3 separate regions of the Sus scrofa genome follow, and all the other regions are linked to region 1. Evidence: chromatin contacts called from public HiChIP or PLAC-seq data. All regions are on one chromosome and are shown on one strand. The core of a region is the stretch at or near the end of the contact, and the rest is flanking DNA. Distances in the headings are between cores, read along the strand shown.

Evidence for each region. HiChIP or PLAC-seq counts read pairs in DNA pulled down with a chosen protein or histone mark.
Region 2: a contact with region 1 is called in an H3K27ac HiChIP or PLAC-seq map of alveolar macrophages. The contact joins two enhancer-like sites. A contact is called at or near these places in 2 of 47 Hi-C or Micro-C datasets (embryonic fibroblasts and heart right ventricle) and 1 of 2 datasets of contacts at active chromatin or transcription factors (alveolar macrophages).
Region 3: an H3K27ac HiChIP or PLAC-seq map of alveolar macrophages shows a contact between it and region 1. The contact joins two enhancer-like sites. A contact is called at or near these places in 1 of 47 Hi-C or Micro-C datasets (epiblast stem cells) and 1 of 2 datasets of contacts at active chromatin or transcription factors (alveolar macrophages).

What each region holds. Positions count from the first base shown.
Region 1 is chr3:72,730,504-72,735,062 of Sscrofa11.1, reverse strand. No RefSeq gene overlaps it. Among named protein-coding and RNA genes, the nearest start is that of AAK1, 61 kb to the left of the region's middle. Within about 2 kb of position 1,677, at least 3 of the 83 cell types and tissues checked have an H3K27ac peak or open chromatin away from gene starts, as enhancers often do. A contact at or near this core is called in alveolar macrophages, where this site is marked.
Region 2 is chr3:72,892,421-72,897,195 of Sscrofa11.1, reverse strand. The region is part of intron 5 of AAK1 (AP2-associated protein kinase 1); the gene reads right to left. Among named protein-coding and RNA genes, the nearest start is that of NFU1, 88 kb to the left of the region's middle. Within about 2 kb of position 3,270, at least 32 of the 83 cell types and tissues checked have an H3K27ac peak or open chromatin away from gene starts, as enhancers often do. A contact at or near this core is called in alveolar macrophages, where this site is marked.
Region 3 is chr3:72,939,474-72,944,246 of Sscrofa11.1, reverse strand. All of the region lies in intron 17 of AAK1 (AP2-associated protein kinase 1), which reads right to left. Among named protein-coding and RNA genes, the nearest start is that of NFU1, 41 kb to the left of the region's middle. Within about 2 kb of position 2,761, at least 9 of the 83 cell types and tissues checked have an H3K27ac peak or open chromatin away from gene starts, as enhancers often do. A contact at or near this core is called in alveolar macrophages, where this site is marked.

The sequences.
Region 1 (4,559 bases), core at 428-2,927:
CCCTCTCCCTCCTCCTCCCCCTTGGCAACCACAAGTCTGTTCTCCATGTCCATGAGTTGTTTTTTTTTTTTCTATAGATAGGTTTATTTGTGCCATATATTGGGTTCCAGATATAAGCGATATCATATGGTATTTGTCTTTCTCTTTCTGACTTATTTCACTTTAGTATGAGGATCACTAGTTCCATTCATGTTGCTGCAAATGGTATTATTTTGTTCTTTTTTATGGTTGAATAGTATTCCATTGTGTATATATACCACATCTTCTTAATCCATTCATCTGTCGATGGACGTTTAGATTGTTTCCATGTCTTGGCTATTGTGGATAGTGCTTCTATGAAAATAGGGGTGTGTGTATCTTTTTCAGTGAAAGTTTTGTCTGGATATATGCCCAGGAGTGGGATTGCTAGGTAATATGGTAATTCTCTATTTCCTTTTAGCTTATTTTATGTCTAATATTAATTTCCTACCCCTATACTGCTTCTCCCTCTTCTCTCTCCCCACTGGTAACCACTAGTTTGTTCTCTGTATCTATAAGCTTCTTTTTTGTTGTATTTGCTGGTTTGTTGTATTTTTTTTATTCCACATATAGGTGATATCATACAGTATTTGTCTTTCTCCAATTCCACCCATGTTGCTGCAAATGGCAAAATTTCATTCTTTTTTATGGCTGAGTAGTATTCCATTGTGTATATATCCTACATCTTTTTTGTCCATTCATCTGTTGATAGACTTAGGGTGCTTCCATGTCTTGGCAATTGTACATAATGCTGCTGTGAACATTGAGGTTCATATATCTTTTTGAATTAGTATTTTTGGTGGTTTTTTCTGATGTATACTCAGGAGTGAAATTGCTAGGTCATGTGGTAGTTCTAGTTTTAGTTTTTTTAAAAACCTCCATACTGTTTCCCAGTGGCTGCACTAATTTACCTTCCCAACCACAAGTGGGGCTCTCTTTTCTCTGCATCCCCATCAACATCTGTTATTTATGTTCTTTTTGATGATAGCCACTCTGACAGGCAAAAAATCCAATTTTTAAACAGGCAAGTGATATGGAGAATTTACCAGAGAAGATCTATGCAAGGTAAATAAGCATATGAAAATCTGCTCAACAATATTAGTCATCTGGAAAGCACAAATTAAAAGGACAATGAGGTAGTACGACACATCCACTTGAATGGATAAAAATTTTCTTAACTGACAATGGAAGGCATTGGGAATGACAAGGGACAACTGGAATTGTCATATTTTGCTGGTGAGAATGAAAACGATGCAGCCTCTTTGCAAAACAGTTTATCAGTGTTTTATAAAGTTAAATTATACTTACCGTACCACTCAGCAATTTTCTTCCTAGAAATGAAATAAAATTCTACTCCCAAGAGAAGGGAAAATACATGTCCACACAAAGACCTATATGTGAATAGTCATAGCACTTAATTCGTAATAGCCCTAAACAGTGCTAATGATCAACTGGTGGAATGGGTAAACAAACAATTGCGATGTATCTATACAATGCAGTATTTCTCAGGAGTGGAAAATAATCTGTTATTGATACATGCAACCACATAGATAAGTCTCAAATGCAACATACTAAGAAAAGAAGCCAGACACAGAAGACTACTATATGATTTTGTTACTATATGATTTGCCCAGCAGTCCCGCAGCAGCCGCAGTGTATCAGCTCTAGTGACAGCCCTGTGGCTGTAGTGTACCAGCTCCAGCAGCTCTGTGGCTGCAGTGTCTCAGCTCTTTTACCCAGCGAGAAACCAAGCGAGCACTCGAGGGTTGGAGAACTCAGGTTTATTATGCCGGCGGGCTCAGAGGATATCGCTCTCTGGAATCTGAGCCCCAAAGAAGGGTTTCACAAGGCTTTTATGGGCTACCTCTTCCAGGTCCATGCTTGGCTGGTAGGACCGGAGTGAGGTCAGGCAAGGGAGTAGATGTGGAAGCAAGTTTACAGAAGCGGATGTGGCGGGGGCGGGGGGGGGGGGTGGTGGTGGTTAGGGGCAGTTGGCTGGACTTTGCTTAGTCATCATGGCCAGGGTCTCTCCTTCCTACCTTTTTATTGGGACATTTTCTCCTACAATTTGATTTATATGACATTCTAGAAAAGGCAAAACTATAGTGATAAGAAACTTTTTGGGGTGATAGAAATGTCTTGATTGTGGTGGTGGTTACGTGACTGTGTACATTTGTTTAACACACTAAACTCTACACGTTTAAATGGGTGAGTTTTCATTGTATATAAATAATACCTCAATAAGGCAGATTTTAAAAACAAGGAATGATTTGCTTTTTTTTTTTTTTTTTTTTTAATTTCGGTGGCTGACCCGAAGGTTCTACTGAGAACAGATCAGGGAATTCAGAAAGAGAAGTAGGGGAGTTCCCGTCGTAGCGCAGTGGTTAATGAATCCTACTAGGAACTACGAGGTTGTAGGTTTGATCCCTGGCCTCACTCAGCAGGTTAAGGATCCAGCGTTGCCGGGAGCTGTGGTGTAGGTCGAGGACGCAGCTTGGATCTGGCATTGCTATGGCTGTGGTGTAGGCTGTCAGCTGTAGCTCCGATTAGACCCCTAGCCTGGATCTAATCAGAGCTCCATATGCCACAGATGCAGCTCTAGAAAAAGACAAAAAAACAAAAACAGAGAAGTAGGACTTGAGGGTTACAGGTGTCAAGATAATGACTTCCGGTTTTGGACCTGTTAATGAAGTCGAGATAATGAAGGCACAGAGAGAATAAAAGAGACATATAGAAATGTGAAGGAAAAAAAAACCCTGTAATGCAGTAAAGAGAAAAAAAGAAAGCATGAAATTGAGAAAAGGAAAGACGATTTTTGTACATATGCTTTTTTTGTTTTGCCTATTTTTGACTCATTTTATTTTTTCTCCCCTCTTTATTCTCTTAGCCATTCCTTTGGGGGTGGGGGCAGTGTCTTACACACCACGGGTGAACATTCTGTGCTTCTAAAGTCTCCTTCTAAACAGACCACACATGTGCATTCCTACACACACACACACACACACACACACACACACACACACCAGAAAATGAGAACCATAGCGAGAAAAAGTAAACCAAGAAAACAAGAAGATAAAGATATTTGGCCACAGCCCTAACGTGCACTAGTAGGGAAACTCCATCCTTGGTCTTTCACATTCTAAGGAGAGAAGCAGCAGCAAAGTACCAGGTTATTTGCCTGAGTTTAAACAGCTGAATAGGAAAAGCGCTTTAATAGCTCCCATTAGGACTTGGGCCAAGGACTTTTCCTTTGGGTTTGTTGTGAATAATTAAAGGTTAATGAAGGCATTTTTCTTTTAGCCCGGGGCGGGGAGGGGCAACCACACCAGCCATCATCCTAATTGAATCCAACTGGGAAACTCCAGACACCTTCAGTAACAAATTTGCAGTGGTTCTGGGCCTTTTAATCTGTATCCACCAAAGGCAATGAGGCTGTATTTTTATTTCCGTCCTAACACTGAAGAAATTAAAATTCAGAAAAGCCGCAGGATCTACCCACTCCCTCATAAAAAGGACCAAAGGACAGATGTTCAGGACCATGTGGCATTTTGTTTTTAGAAGAGGCAGACAAGAGCTTCTCGGACTGTTGGGGCCTGGGTTCTTCACAGGTTGTCAGGATAACACCCAGATCCTATCCACCAGGTTTGTGGACCAGGTTTGTGGACTGCCGTCACCATTTGTAGCAGTGGCTCAGCAAAGGAGAAGGCAGGCCTCTTTGGGACCATCAAGATCTTTTGAGAGAGCTGATGAACAGAGTGGCTTGGCTTCTGCCCCAAATACATATCAAGATATTTCTCACTCCAACTGTATTGTGTAAAACATCACACAGCTAGAGAGTGTTAAGAGCTGGGTGTGAATCCAAATTCTAATCCCAAAGCTTTGCTCACAACCATCATTTTCTGCTGCCTCCTATTGCTTTCTAAAATTTCCAGTGTAGGTATTATTATGAAGGAAAGAAGGAAGGAAGGGAGGGAGGGACATGCCCTCTATTTCCATCTCCACATATTTCCATAAAGAACTTTGCAGTCTGCCTTTTAGAGCTGAGCACTTGTCTCCCACTGTCATTCATTCTCCCCAAGGAAGGAGTTATTTGTCTGAAAGGTGAAATTGAGAGAAAGGTCACTCTGATATGCAAAGGTAAATGCTTAGTAATTGGCTTTGGGATAAAGGTGGGGGTGGGGGTGGAGGAGCCCTGACTCACAGCATGTGCCATTTTCTGTAGTATAAACACTCCCACCCTGGCTGATTTCAAGCTACTGCAGTAGGGTCAACCAGTCAGCAAAATTCCTGAAAAGTGACCATTCAGCTCCCATGAGCTGTTAGATGGGGCTCCAGCACATCAACACCCCCATAACATGATTATGTGGGCCTCAGCTACCTGATGTTAACAGGCCCCAGATCTCCTCCTCTGTCCTTCCATTGCTTATACTTTTTGGTGGGAGGGTGGGGTGAGAGGGTGGTGGTGGCGGGGGGGGGGGGGGGGGGGGGGGGAGGAGAGACAGTACCTGTGGCATGTGGAAGTCCCAGGGGCAAAGATAAAA
Region 2 (4,775 bases), core at 2,021-4,520, 160 kb before region 1:
GTCTTAGCACTTCCCATGGATTATCTCATTCAATCCTCATAACAACAATATAATAATATCCCCGTTATACAGACAGAGAAAGTGAGGCTCACAGTGATTACACAAGAAATGAACCCAGGCAACACAACTTCAGAGAAGGACAGGCAATTGCCTTTCTGCCAGGACAGGAAGCAGGTTAGAAGCAGAGCAGCTACTCAAGGTCCCGCATCTGTGCTGGCACCCTGATAAGGATGATGACTACGCTCACCCGGTGTTCTGGACCCAAGCTTAAGGACAGGGCTACCTTACTTCCTGATGTTCAGAAATGTCCCTATTACTGAAACCTAGTCCATGAGGAACACGGTGTCTAATTCTAGTCAAGCTGATTTGCTCAATGTCTCCTAAGCATTTCTCACATTGACTAGTTTGTCGTTTTATTCAATGGCTCATTCTCTATTAGTCAAATCCTAGTCATTCTTCAAGGTCCTGCTCAAGTCATAACTCCTCAAAACTTTCCATGGCTGCCCCACAAAAATCTACAGAGCTTACCATTGTTAGGAGGGGTTGGCAAAGTGAGACCTCTTGGCCAAACCAAGCCATGCGCATTGGTTATTTATCCTTTAGACTATGGCGGGTTTTGAGCTCCAACAGTAGATGTGAACAGTTTAGACGGAGACTATAGCCGAAAAACCTGAAATATTTACTCTCTGGCCCACTGCAGAGAGGTTCACCAGCTTCTGGTCTACAATCATATCATGCCCCTGTGTCCCCACAATACCCAGTCCAGTATTTTACACAGACCAGGGACTACTAAATCCCTTACTCAGCATCTTTCAGCAACAATCTTCCTTGCTGACCTCACGCATCCCACAGGGCTCATGTGAAAACATGCTTCTCCTGTTGTATGTGTGCAGTCCCTTCCCAATTTAGATTCAATACATCTAATGCTAGAATGCACAATCTAGAAAACTGAAAAGCTCATTCATATCAAAACACAAACAAGGTAGTTCTAGGCAGCAAAACCCCTGTTGAGGAAGGGAGGAGAACTAAACAGCAATGGACAGACTAAAGATGATGCCCACTGGGCTGTATTTGTTCTTGTTTTTTTCCCCACCCTAAAAACTAGGTTTGCATTTCTGGTTAGTTCCTGACTGACAGTACTTGGGAATTATACTATACCCAACCCAGCCCCTGGCTTGCCTCCCCCCTCCCACAAAGATAACTACATTTATAGGAAAACCAGTTAAAAATTAAGGGTGTGTACAAAAGCAGATAAAAGAGCCAGAGATATCAATGTAGGAAAAGCTTGTGCAATATCAAGCAACTATCAATGCAGATAAGAACAATAATCCCTGCTCTGGCTACCGGGCAAGTCTGGCAGGAGGATCAGTTGAGATTAGGAAGGCAACAGCCAGTGTGGCAGCAGCTGCATGTTCCGAGCCTCTCAGTGTGTCCCCATGACAGGTAACACCTGTGAAGACCTCCATCCTCGCCACCACCATCGTGAACAAAACACTTAATACAGAGCATGATGTGTGGCAACCACATTGGACCTGGGGTTTACAAGACTTAAGGGACTATATGAGGTGTTCGGCCTTAGACACATCTTCAAACCTCTCTGGGCTTCTTATCTGTAAAGCAAAGCTGTTAATATTGCTATCGCTGTTAGGAAACAAGGAAGAGAACGTACATGAAAGCACACTGTAAATCTCCCAATACAAATGTAAAGCAGATGTTGTTACCATTCATTTATTAAAGAACTACACTGTAGCTCCCACTACTTCCTATTACCTGCCAAATACGTTTCTAGGTTCTGTGAATAAGACTGTGAATGAATCAAAGCTCATCATCTCTAGTGCTTAGAGTCCATCTGATGACAAAAAAAAAAAAAAAAAGATATAATTGTGAAAAACGTTATGAAAAAAAAATAGCAGGCATTCCTTGGTGGCTCAGTGGGTTAAGGATATGGTGTTGTCACGGCTGTGGCTCTGGTTACTGCTGTTACATGGGTTTGATCCCTGGCCTGGGAATTTCCACATGTCATGGGTGTGGCCAAAAAGAGAAACACACATACAAACACACACACACACACCCCCACACAAACAACAAGTTAAATATACATAAGGTGAAGAAGGATGCTACTGTAAGCATCACACTCAGGGAAGGTTGCTGAAAGAAAGGAAAGAAGGGAGCAGTCATGGACCCAATGGGGAAGGAGCATTCCTAGCAGAGATCAACCTGTACCAAGGCCTGGAGATGGGAGCATGTGTGAGGTGTCTGAGGCACAGAGACAGGCCTTTGTGGCTGGGATAGCACTGTCTTGGGCACTGGTGCCACTGATCAGACATATTATGGGCTAGCACCTTTATGAATGAGGCTATGAGGTAATGCTGGAACTTGAAGTGCAGGACTTAGGTAAGTGAACTAATAACAGGAAGGCAGAGGGGCAGGAGTGATCCTAACAATGGTATCAACATCTAGTAGAACTTAGTATGTGTCCAACACTGCTCCACACACACTTTTATCTGCAGTATTTCATGAAATTCTGAAATATTTCATGAAAGAGCTGCACTTGTGGCATGTGGAAGTTCCTGGGCCAGGGAGAGAATCTGAGCCACAGCTGCAACCCATGCCACAGCTGCGGCAACATCCGATCCTTAACCTACTGTGCTGGACCAGGGATAGAACCCACACTGCCACAGGGACAACACCGGATTCTAAACCCACTGTGCCACAGCAGGAACTCCAGGAAATTCTTATAAAGCCTCACTGTCCTTACTTAACACCTGAGAGAACAGAGTCCAGTTACCTCTCATGCCTGAGGTCACAGGGCTGCTAGGGCAGGATTCGGGCTCAGGCTGCCACACGGCTGGGACTACACCCTCATCTGCTGCACTGACAAGCATTACACAGTTAAGGAACACAGACAGCTCAGACTGGAGAAAGAGAAGGGTGCAGGGGAGTGAAGACCAGAGGAGCAGAAGGAGCGAAGACTGAGGGAGGCCACAAGGGAGCCACTCGGCATTTTTAACAGTGAAGAGCAGATGACAAGAGGCTTTTTAGGAAGGTCGGCACAGTGACAGAGGAGGGAGAATGTGAGAAAGATATAATGAGGGTGGGTATCATCATTCAGGTAAGAGATGACCAGGGCCAAGAGCTTAGGGAGGTAGAGAACCAACTGGCTATTCATACACCATCTTGCGAAAGCTTCAGAGAATCTGCACAGTGACTGTGTTTTCAGCCAAGTCATTTAGTCAGCCTAGCACGTCACAGCTGCTTACAACATGCAGTCTTTCGGCTCATTGAGAGTTTTACGCTGCTGACCTTATTTCCCAACCTCTCAGCTTAAGAGGTTATTAAAGTTGTCACTCCCAAACTTGGCTTCCAGCTTAGCTAAAAGGTCTGGAAAATCACCTCCTCCCGACCTCTTCATCTTGACATTATTCCAAATAGATATGTCATGCAGGCATTTCAGCCACAGAGTTTAGTACCACTGAACACTGTGGAGGATTGGATGAATGCAGGTTTTCAAACCTGTGATTCCAAAAACAGGACAAGAATCTCCCTCTTACTCTACTTCATGAGATCGAAATCTCTTTTCTGACAAAAGAGGAGACATTCAGGACTTGAATGTCTTAATCCTTCCCCCCTTTCTGAAGTGCCTGGACAAACGGCATGGCAAAATGCAGCAATACCAAACCAACAAAAACCAAAATGAGTGTAAAAAACTTTGGCCTTTAATCTGCTTTGATCACTGAATTCACTGTGCAGGTCACAGCCCTTCTGGGCAGAGGTTTCCTGAGTAAAAGGAGATGTGCAATGACAACCCCCCCGTCACTCCTCAGAGGGATGACAATAAAAGTGGGGGAAATAATGAAAATGGCAATATATTTGAGGAGAGACTTTTTTATTTTATGGCTGTGCCCATGGCAAGTGAAAATTCCTGGGCTAGGGATTGAACCCACAGCATGGCAGTGACCCGAGTCACGGCAGTGACAATAATAGATCCTCGACTGCTGGGCCACCAGGGAACTCTGAGGAGGGACTTTTAATAAAGACCAGAACTTCTGTCATGGTTATTTTTAGAACATAAGCTGCTTAAGGTCAGGGACTGCTTTCAGCTTATTTCCTCTCTGGAATTTGAAAGACAGACCACACACACAGAGTAGGCAGGGCAGAAAGGGCCTGTCTCAGTTTCTCATGGGAACAAGCAGACCCCCACACGGCAGGGGTGGGGGTGGGGCGGCACAGGCTCAACAAGGAGTCCACAGCTGGCCTGGCCTGGGCTCCTTCCTGCGTCCCACTGTGGCCTCCTCACCAAGTGGAAACCCCACTCACAGAGAGGCAACTGAGACCAGCCACGAGCACTTTCTCTGGCCGAGAGGAGAATAAAGAACTCTTGGGTCTGGCTACTGCCAGGACTAGAGTGGCTGGTTCTAGCAGTGACACAGAGCTCGGGGTGGCTGAGGCCCTGTGAGGTAACGACAGCCAGGGCAAACAGGAGGTACGGGGGGGCTTTTCGCTCCGGACTAGGAAGCTGGCAGTACAGCCAGCAGATGGGACTGCCCACCGAGCACCCAGTAGTAGAAATCAACAAAAACTAACATGCTAACAAAAGCACCCAGATGGCACTGAGTGTAAGACTTGGGGAGTTTGGGAAAGCTTCATCAATACAACCAGAAAGAGTTCCCATTTGGCTCATCAGTAACGAACCTGACTAGTAACCACAAGGATGCGGGTTCGATCCCCGCCTCGCTCAGTTAGGTTAAGGTTCCGGTGTTGCCGTGAGCTGTGGT
Region 3 (4,773 bases), core at 1,512-4,011, 210 kb before region 1:
TCCACTTCTATTTTTTATGTTTTATTTTTATTTTTTGTCTTTTTGCCATTTCTTGGGCCACTCCCGTGGCATATGGTGGTTCCCAGGCTAGGGGTCGAATCAGAGCTGTAGCCACCGGCCTACACCACAGCCACAGCAACATGGGATCTGAGCCTCGTCTGCAACCTACACCACAGCTCATGGCAATGCTGGATCCTTAACTCACTGAGCAAGGCCAGGGATAGAACCCGCAACCTCATGGTTCCTAGTCGGATTCGTTAACCACTGAGCCATGACAGGAGCTCCAAGATCTTATCCACTTCTAAAAGTTCAATCACACAACAAGAAGGCGAAAACAGGAAGGAGAAACTAGTTGCTTAGAAGATGGACTGCCTAAGAAATCACTGGAGCTCTGAAGTGGTAATAAAGGCAGGGAAGGGACACTTGGAGGGCTCTTCGGTGACATGGACAGCAGCTAAAATGAGTGGCCCCAAGGTGGCAGGTTTCAGGAAATGCAGAGAGCTGACTCAACGTGCTGTTCAATGTGCTGACTCTGCACAGACATGCACAGCCAGAAAAACAGGGTGAGGAGATGGGGGAACAGCTGAGCTCGCTCCTCATTTGCAAAAAGAACGAACTTCAATTGTCTTTTACCTTATTATGAAAACAATGCATGTTTATTGTATAGTTTGGGAAAATACAGAGAAGATAAAGGGGAAAAGTAAAACTACCCATGATTTCACTTGTAATGATAGATATCCACTACTGAATTTTTAATGAAAACTCTTCCAGGCTTTTCCTATAAACTCTGATCATTCAAAAATTATTTAAGCATATTCATGTTTTCTTAGAATAACTTAGAATTGCTAAATCAAGAAGTAAAATCTTTTTTGTTTGTTTGTTTTTTCAGGGCCACACCCACAGCATATGAAGGTTCCAGGCTAGGGGTCGAATCGGAGCTGCAGCCGCCGGCCTACGCCACAGCCACAGCAACTCAGGATCCGATCCACGTCTGTGACCTACACCAGAGCTCATGGCAACACCGGATTGAACCTGCTAGTTAGATTAGTTTCCACTGAACCACAATGGGAACTCCCAAGAAGTAAAATCTTAAAAGGCCACATTATCCTCCCTGAAAGCTGCACTACCTGTTATTCCCACCAGCAGGATCTGAGTGTGTCCATTTTTTGACACTTTCACCAAGGCTGAGGTGGTGGTGTTTTTCCCCTTTACCAATCTGACAGCAGAAGTTGCACTACCTCCTTGCTTCCTAACTGATACTTCTTGGGTTCATCTTGATGGGTAAACTTTCAAAAAATTATTTAGTGGCTAATTCCTATTTTGTCTTTTATGAGTTGTCTGCGCATATATTTCTGTGGGTGGTATTTCCGTATCACATTTCTAGCACTAAAATCAGGTCTTTCTCAAGTGTCTAGGTTTCCCAAATAAAAGTGGGTCAGGTTAAGAGTTTGGAAAAGTGCTGAAATCATGGTTAAAAGACTAAGAAGGAGTTCCCCCTGTGGCACAGTATGTTAAGAACCTGACTGCAGTGGCTTGGGTTGCTGCAGAGGTATGGGTTTCACCCCCCACACCACGCAGTGGATTTAAGGATCTGGCATTGCCACAGCTGCAGCTTGGATTTAATCCCTGGCCTGGGAACTTCATTATGCCACTGGTGAGGCCATTAAAAAAAAAAAAAAAAAAAAAGACTGAGAAGGTGGACCCCTGAAGGAAAATGGATGCAGAATTCGTGAGCCTGGACAGTGGAAACGAGGAGTAATTTTAAAGGAGAGGACTGTTAATAATTTGAAAAGGAGGGGGAAAGTGAGGGAAAGGGTCTTCTGAGCACCTCCCCTCTCCTATTAAACTGAAGTCAGAGGGGAAGAGAGCAGGAGGCAGCTGCTGGAGTTGAGGTAGGAATGAATCCAATTCAGATTCATATGCCTCTCTCTCAGGACATGGTTACTGAAAACATGAAGAAGGCAATAAATCTTCATAAACCAGTCTAAGGTTAGCTAATCAGAACCACTTCTGGGCATGAGCTGGGATATACTGCAAGTTGTGAGCTTTCTCTCTTTTATACATCACAAGTGAGGAGATATCTATGGATAGAGGCTAAGACGTCTGCGGCCCTGCTCCAGGCCCATTCCAGCCCTAATTAAGAATATGACCATGAGGAGATAGCAGAGTGAACTAACAAGCGTGGAAGAGCCAGATGCAAGCCACATCCAAAAAGATGATTTGGCTGCTATAGCAGTGTGGCTTTGGAAATTTACATCTTGTCTGACTTGGGGGTGTAAGCCCTGAAGTCTTGTAACAGGAGATGCTGTTTTTAAAACTTAGTCACCCTAAATAGCTCCTCTCACTGAGAAACCAGATACTCAACCATCTGTGACATGTGCAAGTTGGAAGCAGAAGTCCACCACCATGACCCATTCCAAGTCCACTTTAGAGACCCGAATCTGTGGGAGGGTAAACGTTCCAGAGTAAAGACACATACTCTGATCAACCTTGGACTTTTTGACAAGACAGCAGGTAGAAGTAAGGAAGATGCCAAGCAAACAGCTCTGAGAGGAATGCCTATCTTGACAACAAGCCACTAAGAAAATACGGCTTCTCCTGCCCACTTGTCAAGAGAAGACAGAGTGCCATAAACCAAGAAGCGCTTCTTTAAAAAAAACTGCTAATTCTAGGAAGTGGCACTTATGGGGCAACTAATACATTCTTGCTTAGTCTTGTGGAACACTGATGTTGAAAGGTCGGTATAAGGGGTTGCTATAAAAATCTTTCCCTCAAACTCTTGAGCAATGCTGGAGGGAATGCAAGAAGGTGTAGTCATTGTGGAAAATAGTACAGCAGTTCCTCAAAAAATTAAAAATAGAGTTACCATAGGACTCAGTAATTCTATTTCTGGGTATATACCCCAAAGAGTCTTGAGTCTTGTAGACATATTTGTACACTCATGTTCATAGAAGAATTATTCACAATAGCCAAAAGATAGAAGCAACCCATGTGTCAAACGACAAATGGATGGATAAACAAAGTGTGGAATATACATACAATAGAATACTATTTGGCCTAAAAAAGAAAGGAAATTCTGACATATGCTACTACATGAATCAATCATGAAGACATTATGTTCAGTGAAATGAGCCAGTCACAAAAAGACAACTTATATGAGGTAAGAGGACTCAAATTCACAGAGACAGAAAGGTGAATGGTGGTTGCCATGGGGCTGGGGGGGGAGGGAGGAATGGAGAGTTATTGTTTAATAGGTAAAGAGTTTCAGTTTTGCAAGATGAAAAAAGGTTCTGTGGATGGATGGGGATGATGGTTGTAACCAATATGAATGGACCTAATGCCAGTGAATTGTCCATTTTAAAATGATAAATTCTGTGTTATGTATACTTTACTATTTAATCATTTTCAAAAATGATTAAATCTTGCCACCAATTTTCAGAGGAAATTTTTCAATCTTCTCTACCGTATTTTAAAACTCTGGTACCACCTATAGCTTATCTGTTCCCTAATGTAAATAAAAGGCAAAATAAATGAATACACAGCATAGACGCATCAGGGAAATACTCTGTGCCCCTGGAGCTAGTTTCATGTGGCAGCTCTGTGAGCACTCAAACCAATGATCAGGCTGTAATTTTTTTTTTTAATGCCAGATTTTTCTAAGAAAATTTGTTTTACGAGTCTGGAAAACAAAAATGCTCCTTAAAAAACAAAGAGAAGAAAAGAAAGGAAAAACAGCGAGTTCCCATGGTGCCTCAATGGACACCAATCTGACTAGTATCCATGAGGACAGAGGTTGATTCCTGGCCTCGCTCAGTGGGTTAAGGATCCGGCGTTGCCATGAGCTGTGGTGTAGGTCACAGACTTGGCTTGGATCCTGCGTTGCTGTGGCTGTGGCGTAGGCCAGCGGCTACAGCTCAGATTCAACCCCTAGCCTGGGAACCTTCATGTGCCATGAGTGCGGCCCTAATAAGATTAAAAAAAAAAAGAAGAAAAGAAAAACAAATCCAATTACCCAGTGCCCCTTCACTCATAGTTTAACAATCACTAATATAAAAGAAATATACTTTAATGGTTCACAATTGTGCAAAGGTCATAGGTTATAAGTGCAAATTTAATTTCTGTAAGAGAAAAATAATCATTGCTAAAGATTTTTTGATAACTAGGACTGCCCCACTGGGAGTAAGGGCCTGGAAGTAAAGCTGTTACAGCACTTCCTATCTTATATTTTTTTTTTTTTTTTGTCTTTTTTTTTTTTTTGCTATTTCTTGGGCCGCTCCCGCGGCATATGGAGGTTCCCAGGCTAGGGGTCGAATCGGAGCTGTAGCCACTGGCCTACACCAGAGCCACAGCAACGTGGGATCCGAGCCGCGTCTGCAACCTACACCACAGCTCACGGCAACGCTGGATCGTTAACCCACTGAGCAAGGGCAGGGACCGAACCCGCAACCTCATGGTTCCCAGTCGGATTCGTTAACCACTGCGCCACCACGGGAACTCCCCTATCTTATATTAATTTAAGGTCACGAAGCAATGTCAAATATGTGATTTCACCTAAGCCGCAAAAGCCACTCTATAAGGTAGGTTCTACTATCGCCAATTCTGAGGAGGAGAAGGACACAGTGATTAAGTATCTTGACCAAAATCACCTTTCTGCTAAGTGGCTAGAACCAAGGTCTTACAAGTTCAAATCCATTCTTGTATTCCCCTAAACCTTAAATTTAGCTCTCTAGTCATAGGCTTTATTGATCCGGGATCTGCCCCAAACGACGACTT